3 separate regions of the Mus musculus genome follow, and regions 1 and 3 are each linked to region 2. The links are chromatin contacts, called in public HiChIP or PLAC-seq and promoter capture Hi-C maps. All regions are on one chromosome and are shown on one strand. The core of a region is the stretch at or near the end of the contact, and the rest is flanking DNA. Distances in the headings are between cores, read along the strand shown. Region 1 holds the start of Chd3 (chromodomain helicase DNA binding protein 3). Region 2 holds the start of Aurkb (aurora kinase B). Region 3 holds the start of Cyb5d1 (cytochrome b5 domain containing 1).

Region 1 (2,931 bases), core at 29-2,528, 320 kb after region 2:
TGGGTGGTTTCATCAAGAGAGTGACAGTGAATGGCAGCCACGTGAGAGTCACAGCTGGGCAGTTCGGCCACCCCAGACTGACGGGGTCACGAGGGGGGGATGGGGGCTGCACTTGACACAAAAGAGCCCGGGGCAGAGATGACGAGGGTGGGGCCGGGGGCATCTGGCTCCCCAGACATTCTCCTGTCTCTCTTCAAATCTGAGGTGACCCGAGACCTCGGCGGCCAGCTAGGGGGGAGTGGACGGTATGTCCAAGTCTTACTCCAGGAAGTGGTCTGCGTGGAGTGTGGCCACCACCTGCCTCTGGTCATCAGCCGCTACAAACATTCGCACGCCCCCTCCCACGCGTGCCACCGCACACCCCTAAGTTGGCGGGCACCGAAGTCCCTGCAGGTGGAGGGGCTGGTCCGCGGGCCACTGTCCCACCTCTGCTTGCCCAAGTCCCCAGCGGAGGGCGTCGGGTGGCAGTCAGCTCCACACCCCGAACCCACTCGGCTTCAGTCCGACCCCACCGGGGCCCGGCCCAAGGGGCGCTCACGCGGCCGCCCCTCCCCCACGCGCCCCTCCCCCCACGCCGCCGTCCGGTCGCCGGGGTCTCCGCGGTCCCTCGCTCGGCCTGGGAGGGGGGCCCTGGCTTCGCTACGGCCGTTTCCTGCCTACCCCCTCCCCGCCGAGGGTGAAAAAAATAAATCTCCTCCCCCGAAAGCCGCGACCAAGTGGCCCGGTCCGCGCGCGCAGCTCGCTCCCTGCGCTCTCCAGCCCGGGCGCGGCGGCGGCGGCGGCGGCGGCGGTGGCGGCGGCCGCGGTAGCGGCGGAGGAGGGGTGCGGCGGGGGAGGGGAGGAGGCCTGGCCCCAAGGCCGCCGCCGCCCGGACTGCCGGGCCCGTCTAGACCCGCCAGGCGCCCGGGACTCTCCTCGGCTCGGCCGAACCGTAGGTGCCGGGCCCCGCGGCTCCGCTCGGGCCCCGGGGAGTCGGACGGACGCTTACCTGGTGGCGGGGGCGGCGGCAGCGGCGGCGGCGGCGGCGGGAAGAGGTGGCAGCTGGGGGGGCTGTGGCGGTCGCGGCTCCGGTCGTGGCCCGGCCCGCGCCCGAGTACTCCCTCTTCGTCCTCCTCCTCATCGTCCTCGTCGGCCGCCTCCACCTCCTCCTCCTCCTCGTCGCCCTCTTCTTCCTCCTCTTCTTCCTCCTCCGACACCACCATCTCCTCCTCCTCCTCCTCCTCGTCCCTCAGAGGGGAAGCCATCCTGTGGCTCTGGCCCCCCCACCACCCCCCCACCCACCGCCCGCCCGCCTCCCCCACCGCTACCACCACCACCTCCTCCTCCTCCTCCTCCTCCTCCTCCTCCTCCTCGGCGGCGGCGTCCTCCTCCTCCTCCTCCTCACCGCCTCCCCCAGCCCCCCAAACCCCCGGGCCACCCCCCTCCAGAACACCCACCCCCGGGGCCGGCGTCTGAGGAGGGGGGCCGCACCACCCCCAAAAATGTTCTTGGAAAAATTTAAGGACTTTTTCCCCCTTCTGTCTTTCCTCCCAAGAGAACAAGAAAGGGAGATCGTTTAAAAAAAAAAAATTATATATATGTATATAAAAGTTTTCGACTTCTCTCTACCCCCCTCGGTTGCTTTAAATATATTTAAATTCTGAGGGGGGCGCTCAGAAATATTTCTCAGAGCTGAGGCACTAAGATGGCCGCCTTGAAATTATTTTTAAAACAACCCCCCCTCCAGCACTGCCACCCCCCTCTATAAAGAAAGAGAGAGGGGGGTAAAATCCCCTTTTAAAACAAAATGGCTGGCTTAATATTTCATTTTTCATACACCCCCATTCTCCCTGTTACATCCAATCTCCAAGCTTCTACTCAGAAACCCACAAATTTCTCCCTTTTTTCATAACTGATTAGTGCACAGATTAATACATTTTCCTTGTGTATTGAGAGAGAGAGAGAGAGAGAGAGAGAGAGAGAGTGTGTGTGTGTGTGTGTGTGTGTGTGTGTGTTGGGGGGCATGAAGGATTTCTGCATAAAACAAAAATGGCTGCTGTGACTTAACTCCCCCCCTTATAAAAATATTTGGGGGGGTATTAATCAGTACTCATGCTCAGTCTGACATCAGCATAAATTGTTAAAGGTTAACTAGTTAGATACTAGTCCAACTAGATTGAATTTTTCTTTTCTTTACTAGTCTTCTTCCTCCCCCCACCTCCCTTCTCTAAAGAAAAGCTTTTTTTTTTTTTTTCTGAATACTTCAGAAGGGAGTGGTTTGATGTGAAGGTTTTTTTTTTTTTTCCTTCAGGCATTGAAAAGGAAAAAGATGAAATATATGTTTATATATAACTCTCTACATACCTCATTGAAGTCAAAATGCATTTAATTGTGTACGTAGCTTTTAAATGAGAAATGGTACTGGCTTTTTTTTTTTTTCTCCTTAAAAAAAAAGTGACAGAAATCCTAGTGACTTTGGGGGGAGAGATATGAATAGATGATTGAGTTTTTTTTCCAAGGAGTCCATGTTTGATTCTCTCCTTTGCCCAGCCCTCAGTGTTCTGTGAATGTTGTCAATTTTATCTCTACTCTTTCCCTTCCTCTCCTCCAGTGGCTTGCTTGTAAAATCGTCTGACTTGAGAAATTAATTTGGTGGTGACTAGGTCAGATTTTTAGGAGAAAGAGGAGAGGGTCGGATCTGAAGATTGTGAAATTCTTTTCTCCTGTGTCATCGAACGCCTCTTCCTCCATGACCTTCGACACTGATAAAGTAGAAGAAACTGAGGCACGGGGAGAGGAAAGCAACTGAGAAGAGAGGAACGAGGTAGGGCGAACACTCAGGCCTTTTCACTGAACCGGCTGACCTGTCCTTTCAGACTGGATCCCAGTGTTTATCTTAAAGTTGTAGCAGGGATCAGATGAGCAGCTGAGCTGGAGCCCAGAAGTAAGTTT
Region 2 (2,730 bases), core at 226-2,725:
CTTTGTTGCAGAAGTTGTATATGCCAGAGCTTTGGAGTCCCAAAAGAGTTATGAACTTCCTGGCCACATGAAATATCAGCCCTTAGCACGAAAGTAGTGAAAATACCCCTCGTGGCCAGCTTCAGTGTGACTTGGCCAGCAGAAGCCATCTCTACCATGACTCAAGGAATATAAGAAAAACCAAGAGCTAATTCATCGGGAATTGCTAACGTATAGAATTGGAAATGGATTTAATTTATATATATTTTTGGAGTAAACAGCTCACACTGTAGCCTGGAGCTCCTAGCAATCCTCCTGCCTCAGGCTCCAGAGTGCTAAAATTACAAGCCTACTGTCAGAAACCTTGCAGGATTTTAAAGAACAAAATAGTAAGGACACATAAGCAAAAAATGTGCAAGAGAGTGGATTTTGAGTGTACCTAGCCCAGGAATGTAGACCATGCCACTGGCTGAAAGCTCTTCCTAGGAAAACAGGATACTTAAGAAAATACAAACGGAAGAAATGAACTGGGCTTGTCAGTGGTGCAGTGAGATAATTAGAAATTCAAGGCCAGCCTGGGCTGAATTAAAGGCCAACTTGGGCTGGACAGAGAGACCTTGTCTTGAATAAACAAAAACCAAATACAAAACAGACAGGTAGGATAGAGAACCCAGAAATGCAGTTCCAAATTCATGATTTATACACCCACAGATTCAACTGTTATCTGTCTGTCTGTCTGTCTGTCTGTCTAACCTACACCTCTACCCATCCCATCTAGAAGATTGCATCTGTATTGAGTAGTAGACTTTCCCGGCATCATATTCCCTAACTTAGGTCTTACTGCTGTCTCACAGTATTTTTATTGTATTAGGTAGTTAGGTGATCTAGGAATTAATCAATGAAGCCTAGAGAATTACAGACCCTATGCAAATACTGTGTCATATACAATATTATGTCTGTATATATAATAGACCTAAGCATCTGCTTGAATTGAATATTATGGGGCATTGTAAAGGCAATACACCAAAGATACTGAAAAAAGACTGTATTTTCAAAGATCATATTAAGGGTAGCATCTAAATTTTCGTGGAAACCAGACAATTTAACCAAGGTCTTCGGAAAGAACTCGGTCATATTAATGTTTACTCTATATATTTTATTTATATATAATTATTATTTTCTACCTCCCCCCAGGGTATCTCTGTGTAACTCTGGCTGACCAGGAACTCGCTTTGTAGACCAGGCTAGTCTCGAAGTCACGAATCCACGTGCCTCGGCCTCCCGAGTGCTGGGGTTAAAGGCGTGCGCCCCACCACCGCCCAATTTAAATATTTAATTTTTTATAACTAGAAAAAGGAGCGTGCACATCTTGGGACACAGTTTCAAACTAGTAAAAAGAAGCCTCTTAGGCCACACCTTCGTTCTGTTTCAATGACTACATCACAAAAAACGTAGCCAATGAGAGTGGGCTGAGTGGCGGCTCAGCCAATGGACCTAGAGCGGGAGATTCGAAAGCGTCCGGGTCGCGGGGTAAACCGGTTCTCCGTGTGCGAGCGCCTAGTGGCGTAGGCTGCGGCTTTGCGGGGAACTGCGGGGGCTGCAGTGGTCCACGGGGCTGATCGGGTTCCGTTGGGCGGATCCACGTGCCCGCTATCCGCCTGGAAGGAGAGGTGCAGGAGTACCCCCGACCTTGGCTGCGTGCTGACTCGCTTCCTTCTGCCCGCCCAGGCTTGCACTCCCCGGGGATCTGCCTCTGCATCTCTTGCCTTCGCTGTTGTTTCCCTCTCTGTCCAGCTCCCCTCCCGCTCTCGCCCTGGAGAATGGCTCAGAAGGAGAACGCCTACCCGTGGCCCTACGGCTCAAAGACGGTAAGGTCCTGGCCACATTCCCCGCCCCACGTCCCCCGGAAGAAGAGTCCATGAAGATAGAGGCTGGCCTTGCAAATGGCCGGACTCTAAGCGTTTCCGACGTGTGGGCCTCAAGAATTTGCTTGCAAAACTCAGTCTGATCACTTGCAGTCTTACCGTAGCAGATGTTGCCAACCTGAATCTGAGGGCTTCCGTAGAGCTGAGCCTGCTCGTCACGTACAATAATAGTTGGGACTGAGCAAACATCATCGTGCTTTCGGGTCGTGAATCTCACTCTCGAGTCTGAAAAAATTAACTACACAGGAAATAGATTATAGAATAGAAGGTTACGGTTTAAAAGGTTCCGAATGATCTAAATATTTATGTACGGCCCTGGGTATGAAACCCCAGAGCTTCCAAGTTTTGATGTACCATCCATACTACACTCCAGCTTTGGAATGTATCGTACTGAGCGGTGGGAAGTAAGAATCCAAGTAGATTTGAAATGCTGTGTGTATGTGCGTGCGTGTGCGCCACACTGGAGATAGTAAGCACGGTGGTGCACACCTGTAATACAGCACACCCGTAACGCACTTGGCTACATGATGGGATCCTGTGGCCACCCCCAGATGAAGAGCCCTTCACTGTATATAGTCTGTTCCCTGTTGGTGGGACCTGAGCATCCTGGACAGTCTATCTCTTTCCTTGTCCCAGCTTCCTCCTCTGTGGAGCCCTGAGTCAAACTGACAAGCGTGCAGTCCTGTTACTTTTACCCTGATTTACTATCACAGGAAAATATCTATTACTCAGAGAACTTTGAAAGTGAAGTGACCCAAGTGTAAACATATCTTTTATTCTCCTGGCCTAATTTGTCATCCCCGAGGGTCACAGTGTGGTCAAATAT
Region 3 (3,096 bases), core at 507-3,006, 350 kb after region 2:
GAAAGAGGCAAACTCCAACATCTTGAGTCTACACGCACATCTCCTTTCCTAGAGCTCTGTGAGGTCATCATTGAAGTAGAGCAGTATTGCAGGTGTGTGAAGTTTACCATCCATGTTAAGATAGTCAAACTCTTCTTCCTCATCCCGGATCCCGTTTTCTTCCAGGGTTTGATCCATGTTCAAATTCTTCCCATCGTATTTCCATGTGTAGCTGGCAGCATGTGCATTATAGGGGAGATAGCGGTGTAGGATTTCCCACATTGATTCCTGAGCCCCCACCTGAAGAATACAGAAGTGTCCACCTCTAGAATTCTGCTTGGAACAGACACACAGATACACACACACACTCCAAAGGCCAGAAGGGTCCTTAAACCTAGATCTTTCAGGATTTGCTCTAAGGAAACTGGGAATAATAATAATAGAAGAGAATCAGTCGGGGCTGGTGAGATGGCTCAACAGATAAGAGCACCCGACTGTTCTTCTGAAGGTCCTGAGTTCAATTCCCAGCAACCACATGGTGGCTCACAACCATCCCTAACAAGATCTGGCGTCCTCTTCTGGAGTGTCTGAAGACAGCTACAGTGTACTTACATATAATAAATAAATAAATCTTAAAAAAAAAAAAAAAAAAAAAAAAAAGAAGAGAATCAGTCACCAGAAATGACAGAGCTTGAATCAGAGTGCCTCCATTACCAGATAGCACTCTTCAGGCATCCCACAGTCCCAGGTAAGGAAAGTTGATGCTACAGCATACTATAAAGACACCAAGTCCTATCACTTCTAACAAATAAATGACTCAATAGAGTCAAAGCTGGTGTCTCTCATTTACAATGGGTCCATAACAGCATATAAACCCTTCCAAGGACCACCACCAAGATGCTGGCCTAGAGCTATGAAGGAGACTGAGGGAGCTGTAATACAAACATACTTCTGGAATTTCCAACTCTGGGTACCAGGACCATCTGCTTTCCTCTGTCGTGTTAACTCCCAGAAATGATTTCTGGTTCCTCTAGTACGTCCCCAGGCGCCAGAGCTCACCTGCAGTGTGTGCTCCTGCGTTGCAAGAGTGTTAATAATACGGATGTTCCGGGTCCGAGCAGACAGTCGTCCCACCTGGTAATTTGCCCCCTTCCACCAGGGTACTCCGAAATCATTGGCCCAATCTGAACGGGGCAGTGGCGGCGGGATATGTACGAAGCGGCCCCGCGGGGTACGGTATCTCATGCAACCAGTGAGTGGATCTATATGCTTGCGAATCTTCAAAAGCAAGGATTTGGAGAGACGGATCGGAGCAATCACTATTTCGAGTTCGAGTTATTCCCCGCCATCCCTCCTCTGCTCTCCAGTGCCGCTTCCACCGACCCCATACCAGCAGAACTTACGTCTCTAGTCTGTGGATCAAACCAGTGACTTATGTCCTGGCCTGCGACCTCCAGGATGGGTTTCAACAGTAGGTCCCCTAAAAAGAAACAGAGGCCGTCAATGGCCGGCCACCCAAGGGCCAGAACCAGCTCTCCAGCCCTTCCCTACCGTGTGTCCCTTACCTTTGAATTCCTCGACAAGCGGTGTTAGATTGTAAACAAATCCCAGGTAAGACACCCATAGGTCCTCGAGCTGGTTGTGTTCCGCTACTTCTGACGGCGTGAAATACCGACGTTGAAAATTATCCAAGTCTGGCCCGGCTACTAGGCCCCGGCGCGGCATGGCTCCTGGTCTACAAGAGGCACAGGCTCCCTCAGCTACCTTCTCGCTCCTCCGCAATCTTAAAACTATCAGGTCCAAGAACTACCTGAAGTGCGTTTGTCGCTGACATGGAAACCATTGTCCCTTTCCGGCCACCGGCCACAGTAGTTAGTTATACGTAAGTAGGGCGGGGTTTGGGCTGCGCGTGTCCACCGGAAGCATTCCGGATTCCGGCTTCGAGCCTACTGTGGTTGAATTCATTCTTAGAGGAAATGAAGACAGTCCGTTTCATAACGGAGTGTAGGCTAGATGAGTTAGGGGTAACAGAAAGTATCGACGAGGAGACTAGAATAGAGGGTTTTTTAATCACCAGATTTCAGGCGTTTAAAAGCTGTTTAAGCAATTGCAGGTAAAGTTCTCGCGATATTCTTCTCGTAGCCCAGTAGGCATGTAGGGACCTGGCATGAAATAAAATCTCGCGAGATCTGCAGTGGCGGAACCGGAGGCGAGGAGGAATTGTGATCTCACGAAAGCGCTTGGGAGCACTCGCGAGATCTGACGCGCCGATCCCCCAAAACGCTCTTAGGAAGTTTAAGGCCCAAAAGAGGTCCCAGGGCCAATGGCCGGAGCTGGGCCGACCATGCTACTACGAGAGGAGAATGGCTGTTGCAGTCGGCGTCAGAGCAGCTCCAGCGCCGGGGTTAGCGTGGGCTTGGTTTCTGGACGAGCAGTCGGGGAGCGACACCGGGCGGGGAGGGGAAAGGGGGTGGCGAGGTTGGAAAGGAGAACTACAATTCCCAGCAGCCCACGGGCTTCTGGCAGCGCCGCGAGGGCAGCTGGGAACTGTGGTTCCTTGGGCGTGCTGCCGATCCTAGGTGTCTGAGTGCTTGTCCTGCCCTAGCAGGACTCTGATGGGGAACAGGAGGACTCGCCGGCCACGCGTGCACGGCAGCAACTAGAGGCATTGCTCAACAAGACCATGCGTATCCGTATGACAGATGGAAGGACACTAGTCGGCTGCTTCCTGTGCACTGATCGCGACTGTAATGTCATCCTGGGCTCTGCGCAAGAGTTCCTCAAGCCTTCTGGTCAGTGTCCAGGGAATACACACCTACCTCCTCGGGAATGCGGCGGAAATTCACTGCAAGGCATTTCCTCTTGCAGGCCTTACTGCACCCCCTTATTTTCTGGGGGCGAGACGGATGTTTGCCTGCTGTTCTGATACTGACTTTTTTTTTTTTTTCCAGATTCATTTTCTGCGGGCGAACCCCGTGTGCTGGGTCTGGCCATGGTACCAGGACACCACATCGTTTCTATTGAAGTCCAAAGGGAGAGTCTGTCGGGGGGCCCGTATCTCTGACCACAATTGCACTTCTCTTTGAGACCATTAAACCCTATGACCAAAGTGGCCTG

The links. HiChIP or PLAC-seq counts read pairs in DNA pulled down with a chosen protein or histone mark. Capture Hi-C pulls out chosen DNA fragments and counts their contacts.
Region 1: a contact with region 2 is called in an H3K4me3 HiChIP or PLAC-seq map of bone marrow-derived macrophages, with 3 times the contacts expected there. The contact joins the promoter of Chd3 here to the promoter of Aurkb in region 2. A contact is called at or near these places in 4 of 39 promoter capture datasets (cranial neural crest, embryonic stem cells, frontonasal cranial neural crest and 1 more), 2 of 115 datasets of contacts at active chromatin or transcription factors (bone marrow-derived macrophages and pancreatic cancer cells) and 3 of 9 other capture datasets (adipose tissue, liver and pancreatic islet).
Region 3: a promoter capture Hi-C map of adipose tissue shows a contact between it and region 2, with 2.4 times the contacts expected there. The contact joins the promoter of Cyb5d1 here to the promoter of Aurkb in region 2. A contact is called at or near these places in 2 of 39 promoter capture datasets (embryonic stem cells and neural stem cells), 1 of 484 Hi-C or Micro-C datasets (forebrain), 6 of 115 datasets of contacts at active chromatin or transcription factors (bone marrow-derived macrophages, cardiomyocytes, embryonic stem cells and 2 more) and 2 of 9 other capture datasets (adipose tissue and macrophages).

The regions. Positions count from the first base shown.
Region 1 is chr11:69,368,148-69,371,078 of GRCm38.p6, forward strand. Chd3 (chromodomain helicase DNA binding protein 3) reads right to left here and starts at 1,279. Exons shown (of 40, transcript NM_146019.4): 1 at 989-1,279. The coding sequence starts at 1,244. Gm32483 (a long non-coding RNA gene) reads left to right here and starts at 843. Exons shown (of 2, transcript XR_003949707.1): 1 at 843-931; 2 at 2,591-2,931.
Region 2 is chr11:69,044,162-69,046,891 of GRCm38.p6, forward strand. Aurkb (aurora kinase B) reads left to right here and starts at 1,476. Exons shown (of 8, transcript NM_011496.2): 1 at 1,476-1,847. The coding sequence starts at 1,800.
Region 3 is chr11:69,393,590-69,396,685 of GRCm38.p6, forward strand. Cyb5d1 (cytochrome b5 domain containing 1) reads right to left here and starts at 1,757. Exons shown (of 4, transcript NM_001045525.2): 1 at 1,545-1,757; 2 at 1,383-1,459; 3 at 1,039-1,257; 4 at 1-279. The coding sequence starts at 1,704. The coding sequence ends at 49. Naa38 (N(alpha)-acetyltransferase 38, NatC auxiliary subunit) reads left to right here and starts at 2,202. Exons shown (of 3, transcript NM_030083.2): 1 at 2,202-2,383; 2 at 2,588-2,771; 3 at 2,931-3,082. The coding sequence starts at 2,303. The coding sequence ends at 3,043. Tmem88 (transmembrane protein 88) reads right to left here. Exons shown (of 2, transcript NM_025915.4): 2 at 2,927-3,096.